Linked DNA regions of Mus musculus: region 2 is linked to region 1. The links are chromatin contacts, called in public Hi-C maps. All regions are on one chromosome and are shown on one strand. The core of a region is the stretch at or near the end of the contact, and the rest is flanking DNA. Distances in the headings are between cores, read along the strand shown. Region 1 has its middle 20 kb from the start of 1110002O04Rik. Region 2 has its middle 23 kb from the start of Gm39623.

Region 1 (5,090 bases), core at 1,074-3,573:
GCCAACCTGAATCAACCAGATCCAAGTAAAAGGTGACTGACCCTGCCTTAAAAAAAAAAACAAGGTGGATGATACCTGAGGAACCACACCAGTACACACATACTCACACCCACATACCATATGCACACACACACACACACACACACACACACACACACACACACATGTATACACATATGTGCACATGGACATGCATGCACACACAGATACACATACACATGTACACAAGTGTGCACACATGTATAGACGCATGTACATGCACACACATGTGCACACATACACATTTTATAAAACTATACCATGAACCTCTGGGGAAGCTCATAGGTCACATCATCCTGCCGTGTCCAACTCCATGACAAACCATGGTCACCTTCCACATCAGCCCGCAGCTCTGTTTTCAGGGCCCAGGGCCTGGCTCGGCCACCATTCTAGGCTCTCGTTCTGTGGGATGAGACGATCTCCCTCTTGGAGCCCCAGCTGCCTTTGCCCTGTCCTCCTGTAGCTGCCATGACTTTGCTTTTGGGTAACGTACACTGTCTCGACCACAGAGCCCTGCAGCCACGGTGTTAAACACCAAATGTGCCTGAATCTAATGAGGTTCCTCCTTCAAGCTGGGCCACAAAATCTCACTCTGTGCCTATCTCGCTGCAATCACCCTAGGTCGCCCCACATCGTCATTTTGCTCATAACAGCATAATTAGAAGTGTCAAATATTTTACAGTGCTCACAGTGCATTTGATGTAAGAGTATCCCAATCTTACATCCTGGTATCCGCACAGTGAAACCATCACTGAGGCATGTCTTCTCTTAACAAACTGTGCAGGCTCCAGCAACCACCATAATCTTTCTAAAAATGTCTTTTCCTTGGTACTTCGTTGCCTGATAATAGATAATCAACTCTAGGATATACAGAGAATAACTGAGTGAAGTGTTTAAGATCATATACAGGCTTAAAATTTTACTAAAACCTAACCCAAAACACCCATATTTAGACCCAAAGCCCCAAGATGAGTCAGCACTTCAGGTGTCAAGTGAAACCCTATTTTCCCAGTTTCTGACTCTACAAAGGCAAAAGTGGTTACTATTCTACTTATATCTGAGGTCCTTCACTGTAAGCAGGGCAGCAGTAACAAGGCCAGAGTGTGGTGGGAACCAGGAAATGTCATTCATGCATGCACGTAGTTGGAACCAGGAAATGTCATTCATGCATGCACGTATTGGTCGCTTTTCAAATTGCTATTTCAAAATCCTTGACAAAAATGAAAAGATTTAAAAAAGGACAAATTCATCTGGTCACGGTTTAAACGCACAGTGCAGCGTGCCTGGGAGAGCAGGGTAGCAGGGCTAGAGGCAGCCCGTCACACTGGACACAGAGCCAGCAGGCAAGCAGAGGGATGCTGGCGTGTCACTCACTTCCTATTTTTTATTCAGTCCGGGACTCTAGCTTATGGCATGGCACCACTCACCTTGAAGGCAAGTCTTCCCAACTCAACCCAATCTACAGGGTCCCTTATAGACGTGCCCAGAGGTCTGTTTCCATGGTGATCCTAATTACCACCAAGTTGGCAATCAAGATTGAGTATCACAAGGTGCCTGCCTCCTTTGGGTGTTCTTTAAGTAGCGATGGATGATGTCTCCCAAGTCCACAGCAAGCTAAACATCTAGGCAGAAACAGGTTCTAGTATACCTCTGTTACCCTCTCCTAGCAGAATAGCCACCATGGAGCCAATACACTACCAAGCATCTCAAAAGTGAACTATATCCCTACTGTAGCTGGGAAAACATCAAAAGTCAGCATTCAAATAACATTTTCTTCCGACCACGTATCACTTGTGATCTGCCATACAGTCAAACCATCATACACTGGAGATGTCTGGACCGAAAGGTCAACGTTCCCCTTCCATTCTGCATCTTGAAGGGGGACGTGCTTATTATTCCATTCTAGAAGAAGCCAAGCTGTCTCGGGATATTGAATCTGAGATTCTGAGACCAGACATGGCACAGTGAAGCCCTGAGCTATTTTTAAAACTACCCTCTTGACTAACTGTGTACAGTACTAGAGTTTGGATCTTATCTATCCCCTAAAGGCTTGATCTTGGCTTGATCACCACAATGGCACTAGTGGGGATTTTAAAAGTGAAAGCAAAAGGGGGAGTTGTGTGTGTTGTGTATTGCAGAAATCAGACCTTCAGGAAAACAAATCGAACCCAGAGAGCTGGAGAGCTCATTTTTAAATTATGCCAGCAGGTTCAGCTGGCAGACCGTCTGAGCTAAAGCTCTGAGGAGTTGGGCCCTGATCCAACAGTTTTTCACTATATTTATAGACTGTACGGCATCACTTTTTTTTTTCCTTTTTCTGTCATTGGTGGGCTTAGCGTATGTGATTAAGGATCACGATTGAGCATATTTACTGAAGGAAAACTGACATGGCTGGAACAATTACTTTGCAACTGTTCGTCTAAGGGCGCGCAGGGTAGCGGGTGAGGGGACTGCTAGCTGATACAGGAAGTAAGCAAGTTTACAGAAGCAAAGTGCCACACATGAGACGTAGCTGCAAGTGCAGCAGAGATTTTTAACTCATTCTGAGCCCCCTCATCCATGGTCGGTCACGATACGTCCTTTAAAGGCTAGCTCCTCCTCTTCCTGTGATACCCTAGCCCCTCCTCTTCCTGTGGAATTCTAGCCCTCCCCCTTCCTGTGTCTTTTTTTTTAGGGGTGCTGTGGAAAACAGAGAACAACCTTAGGCCTCATTCCCCTGAACCACCTTAGTTCTGGGGATGTCTTACTGAGACCTGGAACTTGCCCCGTTCACCTGGGTCAGCTGGCCAGTGAACCCCAGGGATTCGCCTGTCTTCTTTTCCCCAGCACAGGGATTACAGATGTGTCCCACCGTGCCTGATGTTTTTGTTGTTGTTTGTTTTTTTTTGTTTTTAAAGAGGGTCCTGGGAATTGAACTCAAAGCACAGATCAGCCACGCTTGCAAGGCAAGCCCATTGAGCCACCTCCCCTGCCCTTCCTGTCTCTTTTGAATGCTAGTCACAAGGAGAGCAGCTTTGTTCGGCTCCACACTCTCCACTGTGCTGTGCTGACTCAATGATTAGAGAGTAGAGCCTGCAAAATTCAGAGGGAAACTGACTGAAGCTTTTCTTTGCCACGGTGATGGAGAGATGGCAACACACCCACCTACTCACTCACAGTCCCCGGATCTAAGGTTGTAAAACAATAGAAATCGTGACCTAACACATCTAGACACCCCAAAGAAAGGAACAGGGAAAAAGAAGAGTTAACAAGTCTGGGTACAGAAAACCGGTTTAAACCGGGGTCCTATCTGTACAGTGACAGCACTTAGTGGCCCTGCCCATTTATGGACCAGCCTGACTCCATCTTAAAACTAGAGGGTCAAAGTAAGGTCATTCCTGTTTTCGTAAAATTTGGGGTTGACCTATTTTCTGGAATTTGACACGTTCCACACCCTATACCCTGACCTCCACCCCAATAAGATAATATGTTCTGCCAAGTATTTTGAAGCGTTCAGCCAAGTTCCTACATAACCAAAATTCCTCTGGACCCCCCCCCACACACACACACACAACCCTTGAAAAGCCCTGGTAGTTTGGGGGTTATATAAACCCCATGGTCTCTATGTTCACTGCTATTTCCTCAAATCCCTGCTTTTAGGGAGACAGCTCTGTCTGAAAGAAAATAAAGCTTGCTTAATTCAACTAAAAGAATTTGGGTAATGGTCTTTACTCGCGTTTGCTGGAATTAAGGATGTCCTCCCTAATGCCCTGGCCTCAGGCTCCTTTCTTCCCTTCCCCAGCCCAGTAGCATATTAACCCTAGTACTTTACCATCTCTCTCCCTCCTTCTTCTTTCCTTCTTTCCTTCCTTCCTTCTGTATATGTGCAGGTCACACAAATGTGTACACATATATGTGGTGGTCACAGTATAACCCTGGGTATCCTCCTTCCACCATCCACCTTGATTTTGAAGACAGAATCTCTTACTGCACTAGAACTTACCTGGCATGCTAAACTGGCTGCCAGCTAACCTCAGGGATCCACCTGTCTCCGCCTACCCAGCACTGGAACTACAATCACATTCCATCATGCCCAGCTTCATTGTATTTATCTATACAGGGGCCAGATATAGCGGGGTTCCAGACCTCCTGCGTGGTGCTTGTGGTTGAACATGGACTACAGGAATATGAAAAGCTTGCAAGGCATTAGTTGGGAACTCTGAAGCTATGTGTTGAATTCTTGACTGGACCAGCTGAGGCCCCTCCGCAGTCTCTGCCTGAACCCCACTCTCACCCTGTCCACACAATCCTGATTCACTTCTCCTGCAATCAGCACTCTCAGACCTACCTCTCTGGGTCTGTTCTTGGACCCTGACCTAAGAAGTGTGGATATGCAAATGATGAGAGTTTCAGGGACACCACCACCACCCCTCCAAGAAAGAACACTAAAAATGAAAGGAAGATAAACAAAACAAAACAAAACAAAAATCTGACCTGGGTGAACTTGGGGATTTCCTGGGTCTGTTGTATACCAAGAAATGAGACCATTTCATTAGTTCTGGAAACAGTCACATACAGTATCACTAGGACCTAGGAAACAGTGATGAGATAGCTGTGTTCTGAAAGGTCCTGACATCCCAGGAAGGAAGGAAGGAAGGAAGGAAGGAAGGAAGGAAGGAAGGAAGGAAGGAAGGAAGGAAGGAAGGAAGGAAGGAAGGAAGAAAGATCCTAGGCCAAAAGCTAGATCAGGATGCTAAGGACATTGGGATGACAAGTCTGACCGTGAAGGCTCTCTCGCCCTGTGTAGATCACTCCATATGCTTGCTCAGACAAGGTCTCCATTGCAAGTAGAAGCCAGACACACAGGTCTGGTGAGGTCAATAGGTCTTAGCTCCAAACTGCCACTCTCTTTACAGAGAGAGTCTGGTTAATGCTGGACACAGCACAGGACCTGAGTGGGCTGTGTCCCTCAGCCACTGATTGCCTTTAGAATTCCAGAGATTCCTTCTTCTTTTCTGAACACATGGGTTTCGCGAACTGTATCCCCACGATGACCCGGTTACCTTTGCATG
Region 2 (5,071 bases), core at 898-3,397, 190 kb after region 1:
TCATGTTAGGCGTATTTACAACCTTGTTATTGTTTCATGTGAACATGAGATATTATTTGTGTCAAGTTGACAAGGGGTGGATTGTAGTGGCTATTCCTGGTTGTCAACTTGACAATATTTGGAATGAACTACAATCTGGAATTGGAAGGCTCACCAGTGACCCTTATCTGGAGGCTTGGAGATCCTTATCTGGATCTTGGTTTGAAGATCTTGAGCCATAGTGGCTATGGATTCCAGAAGATTGAATCTCTGAGTTTAAGGAACACACCTTTAATCTGGGCTACACCTTTCATCTGGGATTAAAGGTGTGGTGGAACACACCTTTAATCTGAGCTACACCTTCTGCTGGAGACAATATAAGGACATTGGAAAAAGGGAGTCTAGCTCTTGCTCTTGCTCCTTCGCCTGCTTGCTGTGTGAGACTGAGTAACTGCTAGATCCTTGGACTTCCATTCACAGCTGCGACTGAACCATTGTTGGGAATTGGGCTGCCGACTGTAAGTCATCAATAAATTCCTTTACTATTTAGAAATTATCCATAAGTTCTGTGACTCTAGAGAACCCTGACTAATACACATATCATACATATACAATTCACACAGAAGAAACTGTGTGTGCGTCCGTGCGTGGGGGGAGGGGCGTCTCGAGCCAGGAGGCACTGCAGGGGTCCCGGGTGCACACCCTGCCCTATGGAAAATGTTGCCTCACAGAGCAGTCTTTTGCGTGGCCCCCACACTGTGAGGGACAACATGTGTGACTGCAAGTTATTGACTTCACTTCAAGCTGCCCTAATTCCTCTGGGACTCTGTAATAGGACCACCTCCTGGGCCTGAACGCCAAGACACAGCTATTGGCATGGGAATTCTAACCCGTGGCCGTGCCCATCTCTGGTTTCTTGTTCTGTGGCAGAGCTGTTAACCCTCGCCACTTCTCCAGGCAGGAATGCTGTCACACAGCCATAGACATCATTGGGGCTTCCATTCCTCTGGGGCCTGGCTATCTGTGGACTGCGTTATAGGGGTTTTTCTGGGTTCTGAAACTTCCTTCTGCAGTTCGATCCCAGCCTTTAAGGGTGCCTACTCTCTTCAAAACGGTCTCCCATTTCTACCTCATCCTCACACAGGAATCCCTATCCTGGTCAGTTTTCCACCTTCATTTATAATCTTAGGCGTGTCCCTAACAAGAAACAAATTCGAGCAATGCAGCCATTCCCCACGGTCCCATCCACAAAGAGCCATTGAGTTCTCTGAAGAATCTCTCCATCATCTTCCACAGAAATAGAAAATCCGAGAGAGCTTCCGTGAGGGCACACTTGTGCGGCTTGGCGCATGCAAGACCTGGGTGATGAGTTGGCCTTTTGATCCCTGTGCTCATCTGAACACAAAGCGGCCACAAGACAGTGGCCACAGGCGCCCTCTCCTCCAGTGACCTCAGTGAGAGCAAAGTGACGCTCTGCCACTAACATTCACACAATCACACAGCCCCCAGAAATTAGGATGAAGAGGGGTATTGCGAGTGGTGGTTGTCCCTGGAAGTTCAATACGGGATGCCGGTGAGCCCTCCAGGTCAAATGGAGGGCATGCTTCCTCACTCACAGCTGAGAGGTTACTCAACTCCAGTCATGTGCCCGCCCGGCAACAATAGCAGCCAAGCCTGGCTCTGTTCGAAGAGCAGCAAACGTCACCAAGTAGACAGGAAGCCTTCTAAGTGCCCAACATGCTAAGATATGATAAGTGCTTCTTAGAAATTTACATTTTAAAATTTGCATTTTAAAAAGTGCTTTTAGCTTTCTAAAGCCCTTCCCCCACTTAAATGATATCAATCTGTGCAACTGCCCCTAGAGAAGCCTGCTCACTGTTAAGGACTCCATTATTTAATTAAAAAAAAAAAAAAGAATTTTCACCAACATATATGCTATATCGATGAGCAAAGAGGCTATACGCCATGTGTGACCACACAGCCAGGAACTAGCAAGAACTCTACCTGTTCTTCTTGTCTAATTGTGTCCTCATAAAAACCCCAAGATGTTAGAGTGGGTAGATCCCACACTCGAGATGGTGTGGTTCCAGGCCCAGGGGTGAGACATGGAGTCTTTTAGTTGATACCCCAGACAGTGGAGTGTTAAAGTCCTACAAGCCTTAGAAACAAGCAGGATACTGGCTCTGTCACCACCACAACTCCCCCCTCTCCCCCACATCAGTCTAGATCCCTTTAGGAAGTCCCTTACCATTCTAACACAAATGGAATAAAAAGAATCAGATTTTGTGAGGGTCAAATTCAATGACTGTAAAAGTCCTTTGCACTGGCTTCTTGCCAGGCATGCCAGGTTTGAGGTAACAGGGGGCAGTGAGGAGGGGCTGAGTCTCTGACCTTATCGTTCAGATGCCATCATTGTGAGGCTTCCTGCACAAGAGGCAGAAGGAAGCTGTATCTCCTCTGTAAAGAAGATGCAAGAGCCAGATCTCAGCAGGTCCACGGTCTTGCTGAGTGTGAGATTGTCAACTTGGCGGGGATCTAGTTAGGAGATGAACCCTTGGGCACATCTTTGACAGAGTTTCTAAGCTAGGTTAGTTGATTTGGGGAGATCCACCCTAACCGTTTGCAACAGCATTCCACAGGCTGTGCTCCCAGTCTGAGCAAAAAGAAGTGAGCTGAGTGCCACACTCAGCTTCCACTGCTTCCCAGGCAGGGACCAGCTGCCTCAGGCTCCGGCTGTTCATGCTTTCCCTACCCTGACCGACTGCACCACTGAGCTGTGAGCCAAAAAGAGTCCTTTGTTCCTTAAGTTGCTCTTGTCGGGTGTTACAGCAACTCAAGAAGAGTAGCTAATGTACTGGGCAGCTACAGAGGCAGGGCATGGGCATCTGGGTAGAAGAAGAACTCCAGTTGGAATACACAGAAGGGAAAATGTGTACGGTTTAATTGTGAGGATTTGGGGTGATTTTGTTCTAGCAATAAACTGGAGCCTTTTCTAATTGAAACAACATTGGATGGGGCTGGAGAGATGGCTTAGTGGTTAAGAGCACAGCTTTTCCAAAGGTCTTGAGTTCAAATCCCAGCAACCACATGATGGCTCTGAAAGAAAATAAAACTTGAGACCTGTGATTCATGTAATTTATGTCAAATAGCCCAAAGAGTTGTTTGTGAGCTTTGAAACCTGGGGCTGAGAACATAGCAGAACAGGCCAGGACATGCCCAGGCAGGCCCATCATTAAGACATTCCTGAGGCTGCTTGGCCATAAAGATAAAGAGAATGACATGTCCGGACTGGCCCGGTGCCTCCCTATCTCCCGCCCTTCTGACCTAAGTTAAATGATATCTGCATGTACAGTCTGCTGAATGGACCAATCATGTGAAACCTCGCCAATTCCTCCCTGCTGATGTTTAAATGAACCAATCATGTGAAACCGTGCCAATTCCTCCCCCTGCCCCAGAACCTTTTCTATAAAAACCCCTAGCTTTCAAGCCTCGTGGTCGAATCCACTGTCTCTTGAGCTCCGCCATTAAACTACCTCGTGTATTTACATCAAGACGGTCTGTTCGTGATTCTTGGGTGCATGCTGAATCGGGAGTTGAGTGGGGGTTTCCCCACTAGGTTCTTTCAGCTCACAACCATCCACAATGAGATCTGATGCCCTTTTCTGGAGTATCTGAAAACAGCTACAGTGTACTTACATATAATAAATAATTCTTAAAAAAAGAAAGGAAGAAAATAAACAACATTGGAAAGTGTTATGTGTTTTAGACAATTGTCTTATTATAATGCATTCACCCAACTTTACCATCTATGAAACTGAGATACCACAAGGATTAAATGAATACCACATATTTTATTATGCATATGTATATAATACATATATGCAATATATATATATGTTATCATATACATATCACGTGGCAGTTCCTGTGGTTTGGGCTCGTGTTCACCCAAAGATTCATATAGAAAGGCTTCTTGGGCAGGGAGTCACTATGGGCAGAAGCTATGGACCTTTGAGTCTCTGTTTAAAGTTTCTGAAGGATAAAAGTATAATTCAATGTTCAAGAGCTTACTGAGCATGTGAAAGGCCCTGCCTCCCCTCCCTCGGATGTCAAAAACCTAGAAGAAGACAGAAGCATGAGGGGAAAGTCACCTGTACCCCCTAAAGGAAACCCCACAACTCTTGTCTGTCTTCATCATCCTTGTATCTTTTCTTTGTGTATTTTTATTTTACCCCACAGAAATTTCTAGTAATTTCTTTTTAAGTTAAAGTGTAGACCAGTGTAACAGCTTGGAGGGTAAAGATACTTGCCACCAAGGCTGATAACCTAAGTTCAAGCCCCAGAATCCACAAGGTAGGAGATAACCGACTCCCACAGTTGTCCTCTGACCTCCTCACAGGCACCATGGTACATGTGCACACACATTCAGGGGTAAATACATATGATGATTTTTTTTAAATAAAATAAAGTATAAATAAAAATAAAATTATGTCAAAAGAATTTTCTCACCCATTTTTTAAAAAAAGTTTTCCTCTATTTCTTAATTATATAGAGTGGGGTGGCCATGTGCATGTGAGTGCTAGCCCCTCCCCCTCTAACCCCCAAGGCAAGAAGGCATTAAGTCCTTGGCCACTGGAGTTATGTGGTGCAAATGCTCTTGACTACTGAACCATCCCTCTAGCCCCTATGTAATTCTCTTTTTACAAAAGAATTGTCACGTATATCTGTGGCTGTTAAATAATGAAAATACCAACTCTTGATAAAAAAAAACCAAAAAACCAAAAAACAAAAAAAAAACCAAACAAACAAAAAACCTCGAGTTGAAAGACCCCACACAGAAGGCAGTGCCTCAGGAATACCTATCTGCACTTGACAGTGGAGCTGATGGCACAGAAACAATGAGCAAAGATGCCACTGCTAGAGCTTGAATTCTGGAGGAAACAATAGAGAACTTGCACATCACTTAAGGCTTAACGCTTGCAGTTTCTGTGTATTGTTCTTCATCACCCAGGTAAGGTACCACACAGAAAAACTATCGTTGGCCCAGTGTCACTTGGTGAATATCAGGCAGTGAAATGTCTTCCAATCAGGG

The links. Hi-C and Micro-C count contacts between places; a contact is called where the count stands out from the background.
Region 2: a Hi-C map of the G1E-ER4 cell line shows a contact between it and region 1, with 2.9 times the contacts expected there. The contact joins two enhancer-like sites. A contact is called at or near these places in 1 of 15 datasets of contacts at CTCF or cohesin (large pre-B cells), 16 of 484 Hi-C or Micro-C datasets (the AML12 cell line, B cells, CD4 T cells and 9 more), 7 of 115 datasets of contacts at active chromatin or transcription factors (bone marrow-derived macrophages, embryonic stem cells, forebrain and 1 more) and 1 of 9 other capture datasets (adipose tissue).

Annotation. Positions count from the first base shown.
Region 1 is chr1:35,847,743-35,852,832 of GRCm38.p6, forward strand. No RefSeq gene overlaps it. Among named protein-coding and RNA genes, the nearest start is that of 1110002O04Rik, 20 kb to the right of the region's middle. Within about 2 kb of position 2,324, at least 39 of the 459 cell types and tissues checked have an H3K27ac peak or open chromatin away from gene starts, as enhancers often do. A contact at or near this core is called in the G1E-ER4 cell line, where this site is marked.
Region 2 is chr1:36,037,339-36,042,409 of GRCm38.p6, forward strand. No RefSeq gene overlaps it. Among named protein-coding and RNA genes, the nearest start is that of Gm39623, 23 kb to the left of the region's middle. Within about 2 kb of position 2,148, at least 6 of the 459 cell types and tissues checked have an H3K27ac peak or open chromatin away from gene starts, as enhancers often do. A contact at or near this core is called in the G1E-ER4 cell line, where this site is marked.